Regions from separate parts of the Mus musculus genome. Here regions 2 and 3 are each linked to region 1. Evidence: chromatin contacts called from public promoter capture Hi-C data. All regions are on one chromosome and are shown on one strand. Each heading gives the region's core, a stretch centred on a gene start, on an enhancer-like site or on the middle of the called end of the contact. The rest is flanking DNA. Distances are from core to core; before and after follow the strand shown. Region 1 overlaps Marchf7 (membrane associated ring-CH-type finger 7). Region 2 overlaps Baz2b (bromodomain adjacent to zinc finger domain, 2B). Region 3 overlaps Baz2b (bromodomain adjacent to zinc finger domain, 2B).

The links. Capture Hi-C pulls out chosen DNA fragments and counts their contacts.
Region 2: a promoter capture Hi-C map of adipose tissue shows a contact between it and region 1. The contact joins two enhancer-like sites. A contact is called at or near these places in 5 of 39 promoter capture datasets (the HPC-7 cell line, HPC-7-derived erythroid cells, the SN4741 cell line and 2 more), 2 of 484 Hi-C or Micro-C datasets (bone marrow-derived macrophages and macrophages), 8 of 115 datasets of contacts at active chromatin or transcription factors (bone marrow-derived macrophages, cardiomyocytes, extraembryonic endoderm stem cells and 4 more) and 4 of 9 other capture datasets (adipose tissue, liver, macrophages and 1 more).
Region 3: a promoter capture Hi-C map of adipose tissue shows a contact between it and region 1. The contact joins two enhancer-like sites. A contact is called at or near these places in 3 of 484 Hi-C or Micro-C datasets (epidermal suprabasal cells, mammary gland and nephron progenitors), 4 of 115 datasets of contacts at active chromatin or transcription factors (bone marrow-derived macrophages and embryonic stem cells) and 3 of 9 other capture datasets (adipose tissue, liver and pancreatic islet).

The regions. Positions count from the first base shown.
Region 1 is chr2:60,220,104-60,222,689 of GRCm38.p6, forward strand. All of the region lies in intron 1 of Marchf7 (membrane associated ring-CH-type finger 7), which reads left to right. Among named protein-coding and RNA genes, the nearest start is that of Marchf7, 11 kb to the left of the region's middle. Within about 2 kb of position 1,303, at least 19 of the 459 cell types and tissues checked have an H3K27ac peak or open chromatin away from gene starts, as enhancers often do. A contact at or near this core is called in adipose tissue and pancreatic islet, where this site is marked.
Region 2 is chr2:59,987,924-59,990,509 of GRCm38.p6, forward strand. The region is part of intron 4 of Baz2b (bromodomain adjacent to zinc finger domain, 2B); the gene reads right to left. Among named protein-coding and RNA genes, the nearest start is that of Gm13572, 48 kb to the right of the region's middle. Within about 2 kb of position 1,313, at least 7 of the 459 cell types and tissues checked have an H3K27ac peak or open chromatin away from gene starts, as enhancers often do. A contact at or near this core is called in adipose tissue, where this site is marked.
Region 3 is chr2:60,088,418-60,091,003 of GRCm38.p6, forward strand. The region is part of intron 1 of Baz2b (bromodomain adjacent to zinc finger domain, 2B); the gene reads right to left. Among named protein-coding and RNA genes, the nearest start is that of Gm13570, 9.0 kb to the right of the region's middle. Within about 2 kb of position 1,289, at least 62 of the 459 cell types and tissues checked have an H3K27ac peak or open chromatin away from gene starts, as enhancers often do. A contact at or near this core is called in adipose tissue and pancreatic islet, where this site is marked.

The sequences.
Region 1 (2,586 bases), core at 53-2,552:
TAGCTACCTTGAAAAAGTAACACATCTGCTTGTTAAAAGCTTTTGCTTCTTAGTGCTGAAGACTCGTTGATAAACTTACAAATATCAGTGATCATGAATGTCTTTAAATTTACAATGCAAAATTTTACTTTGTAATGAACAGTTTTGTATGGACTTAGCAAATAAGCATGTAAATGACAAAAAACAGGTGGTGGGAAGGTTTCTGAGTTAGATGACTATAGCCTTTACTATCCAACAGCTGCAGTTTAAAAAGTGTGCGTACTTAAGTATCCCGGGGGTGGGGGTGGGCATTAGTACTTCATCCCAGCACTCTCGCAGTCTCTTGAGTTTGAGGCCAGGCTAGTCTACAGAATGAGTTTTAGGACAGCCAGAGTTATAAGGTGTGTTGCTTGTCTTCAGACAAACTTATCTTGGCGTGATAATCCTAAGTTAGGAGTTTGCAGATCATAAACTTAGACTTTTCTAGGTAAATGAAGTATGTGCGTCTATCTTACTTAGAAGGAAATCAGTCATTTCAATATTGTTCCCCCACCCACTCAGGATTTGTTTACCTTCATACTCTATAAGATTTGTTTACAGAACTAATTCAGGATGTTTTTCATGCAATTTTTTTTTTTATCATTGTCCTTTTTCCTTAAATTCTCCCATCTCATAGTAAAATTCAGTATGGTCTTAATACTATCATGACTAAATATTAGCCACTCAAGTAGAAGCATACCTCCATTCCCAGATAATCACAGTGGCCTTTGTAAAAAATATTTTACATTAATCTATTTTTTTATACATGTGTGAGTGCATGCATGTATGGAGGTCAGGGCAACTTGAGAGAGACCGGTCTCTCTACCATATGAATCTGAGAGACCAGACCCAGGCTGTCAGGTTAGGCATCTTTACTCACTAAGCCATCTGATTGGCCCACAAAAATAACCCTTAAAATGTATGTTAGAGGCGGGAACGGAGGATCAGGTAAGTGAACTTGGGAATGGTCATCATCGTGAGAGCCTTTCCCTCCCTGACAGTGAAGAGTACATACTCCACAGAGCTAACTTCACGTAGAACAAGCAAGCAACTTCAGCCCTGGCGTTAGAAGAGTGTAAACAAAGCAGTAAATCACTTCTGTTCTGGGTCTTTTATTTTGGGTTTAGTAACTAGGACCTGGAATTAGTGTCACGATATATGATGGTGATATATAGATATATGATGGTAGATATTTGTTGTATTAGAACAGTTAGTTCCCACCTGGAGTTGTGTTGAAAGGTGGGTCCTCTGGGAACTGGGGCCTTGCTGGAGGCAATGAGTCACTTGGCTGGCTTTGCAAGGTGACCGTCACTAATGTTCGTGACCAGCTGGGTTAGCTCCTGCTGCCGCTACGGTAGACTGTATCCCTTAAACTGTGAGGGAATAGTCTCCCTCCTCTCTGCAGTCGCTTCTTGTCAGTGGCTTCTGTTGCTTTGTTTTCTCACAGCAGTGAGGAGAAGAGTAATGTTTTCTTTGGTTTGGTTTCAGTTTTTATGCTTGGTCCCTTTCAGTGTTTCTCATTTTTACATATATTGCATTTAAAATCATTACAACTCTTAGAATCTTTGTTGCATATTCTTACACATCTTATTTTGAGCCCTTAGAGGATGATGATCAGACCTTTTCTCCACAATTTCCTTCTCTTATCTGTAAGTTCTTTTTATGGTCACTATTGTTTTATTTTTGTCTTTTATATAATATCAATTAATTGAGTAGTTAATGTTTGATGTCTTCCTTGTTATTAAGAAAGAGCAGGTTTGCTACTTTTGATAACTAATGGACTTGGGGGACAGATAGTTTGGGTAAGCTTGGTTGATTTTTGTCTGCCTGCCCTTCCTTCTCTCCTCATATGTGACCGGCAAAGCATTCTTACGTTAGCTACACATGGTGCCTTAGGTTTTGGGAGTGTTCCAAATGTTTTATTATTTAGAAATCTTCTGATTTTGTTTCTGTTTTAAAATGTTTAGGTCTATTTTATGTGCATGAGTATTTGCCTACATGTATATATTTGTGCCACACATGCCTGCAGGTGCTTATGAATTATGATGTGGGTGCTGGGAGTGGAACCCAGATCCTCTATAAAAACAGCAAGCCTCATAACTGCTGAGCTGTCACTTCTACCCTGACCTCTTACATTTTTTTAGTGATTTAAGAATAGGGAATTGTAAATTTCCAGACAATATTTGGAGATACAGGACCAGAAAAGAGACTTTGGGTTTCAATATCAAGTCTACAGATTGTTAAAATTTTTAAATAGATTATTAAAAATATTAACTTTAATATTTATCAAGTCTACAGATTGTTAAAATTTTTAGATTATTAAAAATATTAACTTTAATATTAAAAGTATTAAAAATCAGTTAAATGGATTAACTGATCCATTCGTGAAAATACATGAATAATTGTTATGGTGGTAGTCGAGAGTAGTACCTGTGGGTAGTCCTGAAGCCACCCCCAGTGATTAAATATTTTGTCTTTGAGGGAATGGAGCTGGGAAGATTATGAGGTTCTGTTTCTCCAAAGACACACTCGGGGGCCAACTCTGGTTATAACTCCTCAGGAGTTGTC
Region 2 (2,586 bases), core at 63-2,562, 230 kb before region 1:
TCCTGTGTCACCAAGAGAGCAGGACATGACACAGAACATGTCACAGAGGATCGAGGAACTCCCTGAATATAGAACGAGCGTATCTGAATATTAGAAAGTTCTAGTTTTGGAACAGTAATTTTTTTCTACATCTATATACCTAATGTTGATATATGCTCCCAAATCAAAGTATCCTGATTAAAAACGAGTTTTCTTAGAGAAAATGTCTGCACACTTAGACGATTAAGGCAGTATTACTCCTTTGACCGAAGATGCTCAGACTGCATGCTGTGCGTGCAAATGTTATTTCACTTTTAGTTTTTGTTTTAACTGATGATACATAACCATGGACAACTTAGATAATGAAAATGTATGTACAGTGGCAATGTTAAGATTCTTAAATGATAAGCTGGATAGTTTTTAGCACAACTTTTCAAGTCTATCAGGTGACACACAAACGCCAATGTGTCAGTCATGAGGAATGGTATTATAAAAGTCTTTGTTACCAAGCACGTTTGTTACTCTCCGTGAACAATAAGGTCTTTCCACCTCACCGGAAGCAAAGAACGATACACAGACAGACTGAAGTAATCCCGAGCCTAAAGTGCCTGTGTGCAAAGTCTCCTATCACTGTGTAAAAGTCCAAAAGTCAACAGTAAACATAGCTGATATAAGAAACCAGTATGGGAAACATCTAATCTTTAAAAACAGAAACAACAAAACCCAATGAGAGCTTTCTATACAGGTTGTTTTTCTGCGTGCCAGAGCTGCTCTCGATCTTTCAATGCTGCACAGAGCTGCTGCTCCAGGCCTACATCTTTACACTGCTGACGTGATTTACATCACTGCGGAATCAGTCTCTGGCTTGTAATCTGCACAGCACTGCTCATCCTAGAAACTGGCATTCATTCAGCTACACCCCATATAGATCAGCAATAAGGGAGCATATAGGTCAAAACAAACATAACTGAAATGCTATCAATGGAATAACTCAATTATCAGTTAATACATTGAATTCTTAACCATTTCAATGCTTACGTATTTGAAACTCAAAGTAAGGGAGATATAAATTTGAACTTTAATGAACAAACAACAAAAAGAATTCTTTAGTTCGTGTGGACAGAACATTTTTCCACAAATAATCTTCATTTCATTCTTGTATTCTCTTATTTGGAGCCACTGCAGCCTTATGTCTTAATATTTAGAAAGATGTATGGAATACAAGTAGATTCTAGTCATTCATTTATTTTCTTTCTTGAGACAGGAATTCATAACGTAGCACACACTAGCCTTGGACTCAGTATGTGGCTTAGTTCTTGGACTTAGTATGTGCCAATGTTCTGGAGCCTTTCTGCTTCAGTGTCTCAACTCAGGGATTACAACATGCATGACCAACCTAGCTTATTTTTATTTAAGTACTTATTCTGAGATTATTTTATAATCACAAAAACTGAAAAAGTAACAGCAAGTCCCTATGTTCCTTTTCCATAGCCCCTCCTATGCTAATATCTTACATACAACTATAGATCAATCTTCAAAGCCAAGAAATTAACCTTAACTAGGCAAAAAATTATTGGCATTAATCCTATTTCCTATTAACACCATTCCTTGTCCCAAGATTCAAGAATCCTTTATTACATTGAACTTTGTGCTTTTAGCTTTCTTCAGTCAGCTACAACTTTTGTCTTGTGCTTCAATGATGAATATAAACCAGAGATTGGGGTTCGTCTAATGCTTTGTAACAATTAGAAGTTCTACCTCTTTGAGGATGACACTCAATGGCCCTCTCTCAGAGCAGGATACTCAAGGCCCATGTTTCTTTGCAGCACCGCTGATGTTAATTTTGTCACTAAGCTGCTGCCTGCCAGGATTCTCCACTGTGAAGTTAACTATTTCTCTTCAGTGTTTTGTTTTGTTTTTTTTTTTTAAACCAGAAAAACAAGTCAGTAAAATCATGGGTTGCTTTGGAAACAAAAGCTATTAACTTGTGCCACTTCAATCTAAGAGGTTAGAATAATTTCTTCTTTGTTACAAACATTTTTATTAAATCTACTGAAAGAAGTTAAAATGCTAATTTAAAACCCCACATATTTGATATACATTTAAAACATTCAAACACTGCTTTATTATTAAAAGGAAAAAATAACTGAGAATAATTTCAAAGAACGTTTTTTTTCAATAAGCAAGAAAATGTTTCCCCACAATGAATAGAAACTATTATAACCAGCTTTCAAAACCACAAAGAGCATACTGCTAGGGCTGCCCTCATAGCTTACTGCAGCCAGGTAGTTTAAAACAGACCCTCCTGCTAGAGGCTTAAGCCAGCAAGCATGATGGCAGGGCCATGTGCCCTGGGCTACCTCTGGAGCACTAAGAAAGCATCTGCCCCATGGTCTCTGCTAGCCTCAGGTATTGTCCTCTGTCCTCACGGGACATGCCGTGTAGGAGGGCACAGTCACTGCAGAGAAGGGGCTACTCACTGACTTCCTGTTAAACCAGAGACGACTGTAAGAGCCCATCTCCAAGTAAGAGAACATGCTGAAGCACTGTGATTTGGGCCCCAACACACCTTTTTTCTTTGTAACAAGAAGATACACTCTAACCCTA
Region 3 (2,586 bases), core at 39-2,538, 130 kb before region 1:
CAGAGTTAGCAACAGCAGTGACACGACCTAGCAGAGCCAGCCAGGCCTCAGCCTCTGCCTCAGCTCAAGTCAGCAGGAGGGACCAACAGGAACGCCAGAAGCTCTGTGCTTCTCTTTGGCAAACAAAGATCAGCAAAGACTGAGCGACCCACAAGTGTAGCACAGCTAGCTTTACCAGCAAGCCAAGCTCTGTCTCCATCACTCTGTGGAGACCTATTTATACCCTCCAAACATCACTTATCCTCCACATGTCTTGCCTCAGCTTGTGCGCCTAATCAGCCCGAGTCTGCAGTCCCAACAACTGGAACTCAACTACGCAATGTAAGGCAGACCAATACATGCCTGTCATTAGCAAAGAATCCTTCACCGCGTGCCCTTTCATGGGCTTGCTTTCACAGAACTACCTGTCTCCTGTGTCTGCTTCAGCGAAATGTTCCTTCATGAGTCTGCCTTAGCCTTTCACACTTGTGTCCACTTTAACAAAACGTTCCTTCTCAAGTTTGCCCCAGCAAAACACATCCAACCAACTTTCCAAAGAGCCCTTAAGTTTCCACTTGACTAACGCTCACAGCCCTTCAGAGTGCTGGGACTACAGGCATGCACCATCATGCCTGGCTAGTGAGTACTGACTGTCTATGTGACCCTGCTGGACCTGTAGCAGGCACAAGACGAGTCTGTCTTTATAAAGTTTACAGTCTAAGTATGATGCTGAATAACAAGGACAGGGAGGAATGGCAAGGAAGGCAAATCTTGTGACCAGGACAAAGCCAGGATGAGGAGATGAACACACGCCATGGCTTCCGCGTGGGAAGTCCTGGGGTTTTTAAAAACAACAAAAATAAATATAATATAATATAATACCAGAAAGTGCGGGGCTGGTATAGAGGAAGTTGAAACTGTAGAAAAGGGAAGCAGAGATCACAGAAGACCAGGAAAGCCCCAACAAATGGATTGGATAGACTCCCGCTCCCAGACGGTATGCTTGACTAAGAATGGTGAGCCTGGCTTTATTGCCCTTTCAGAGTCACTCTAACCACTGGAAAGAACTTCGAAGTCGGGGATAGGACAGGAAAATCAAAACACAGACTAAGTTAGGGGCTCAACTATCACCGGTGTGGGGCAATTGTTGGGATCTGGTCTCTGAAAGGCAAGATGAAAGGTTCATAGTGCAGAATAATTTAAGCAGCTTTGAGGCTCTAGGCTCAATGGGCAGTTGGGAGGAAAGGGGCAGGAACCAAGGACATTACAGTGCCCAGCACTGCGGAGCAGAACGCTGGAGAGGGATCACCGAACCGGAAGTGACGCAGGGGGAGTTGTAAGAATGGAGGGCTCCGTTTTCACAAAGCTAAATAATAAAGTGAAGGGTCACAGGAAAGGCAGCAGGACAAACATGTTTTAAAACAACGCTGCTGGGAAAGCACTAGAGAGCTGAATTCAGCAAGCAAATTTTAATAGTACCCACGCCTGCAAGGTTTTTCCTGGAATCATGAGGACAAAGGCATGTGCAAGGTAACAAAGCAGAAAAGGTCCAAGATGCAGCAGCATACACGAACCTCTGTAAGAGAGTCCCCGTGAAGGAGTGCAGAGGGGGCACTGCAACCTGCAGGAGATGATATCAAACGCCTGCATTTAGTGAACCAGGGCAGCACATCTGTCTGCTGAGGAAAACGATGATGCAAAGCTACAGAAGCATGGTTAATTATTAATAAGCACCTAATAAATACACGAAACTGTCCTGGCGGCTGGAAAATAAATGAATAGAAGATGTGGCTAGTTAAAGGGTTATTTGAGAACTACTGAGAATCTGAGGAGAATATACTACATATAGATAACTAAATTAAAATTTCTTTGGAGACATTATTTTATAATAAAGGCTGTCATGTTGAAAATATTATGTAATGATGTCTCTCATGAGATGAAAACAATGTCCTTCTAAGTGATCCACACACAGCTGTGGGGGATAAAAAGAACGCCACGCACAGCTTTTACTTGGCTGCATACAGTGGGATTTAGATAGGATGCACACCAGACAGGCAGTGATGCATGCAATTAAGAATGACAAGCAGCTCCCTGCCTTTCCCTTTGTCCTCCTCTTATTGACCCATTGCTACGTGTCGATTTTCCTCCTCCCCTGATTCTGTAACTCAGCAAATAGTCAAAGAGCACGTCATTCTTCTAGCAGGCAAGTCTTCTCGGGCTTCTAGGCTCCCCTCTGCTGCATACAACTTCCACCATGTTTCCTTGACTCTAAAAAAAGTTAAAAATTTGGAAACTATAAGAATGATGGGGGAAGGGGGTGGCTGAAGAGATGGCTCAGTGCTGGAAGAGCGCTGACTGCTCTTCCAGAGGTCCTGAGTTCAATTCCCAGCAACCACATGGTGGCTCACAACCATCTGTAATGGGATTTGATGCCCTCTTCTGGTGTGTCTGAAGACAGCAACAGTGTACTCAGATACACAAAATAAATAAATTAATTAAAACAAAACAAAAAGAATGATTGGGGCTGTCGAGATAGCTCAGCAAGTAAGAGCACTGATTGCTCTTCCAAAGGTCCTGAGTTCAAATCCCAGCAACCACATGCTGGCT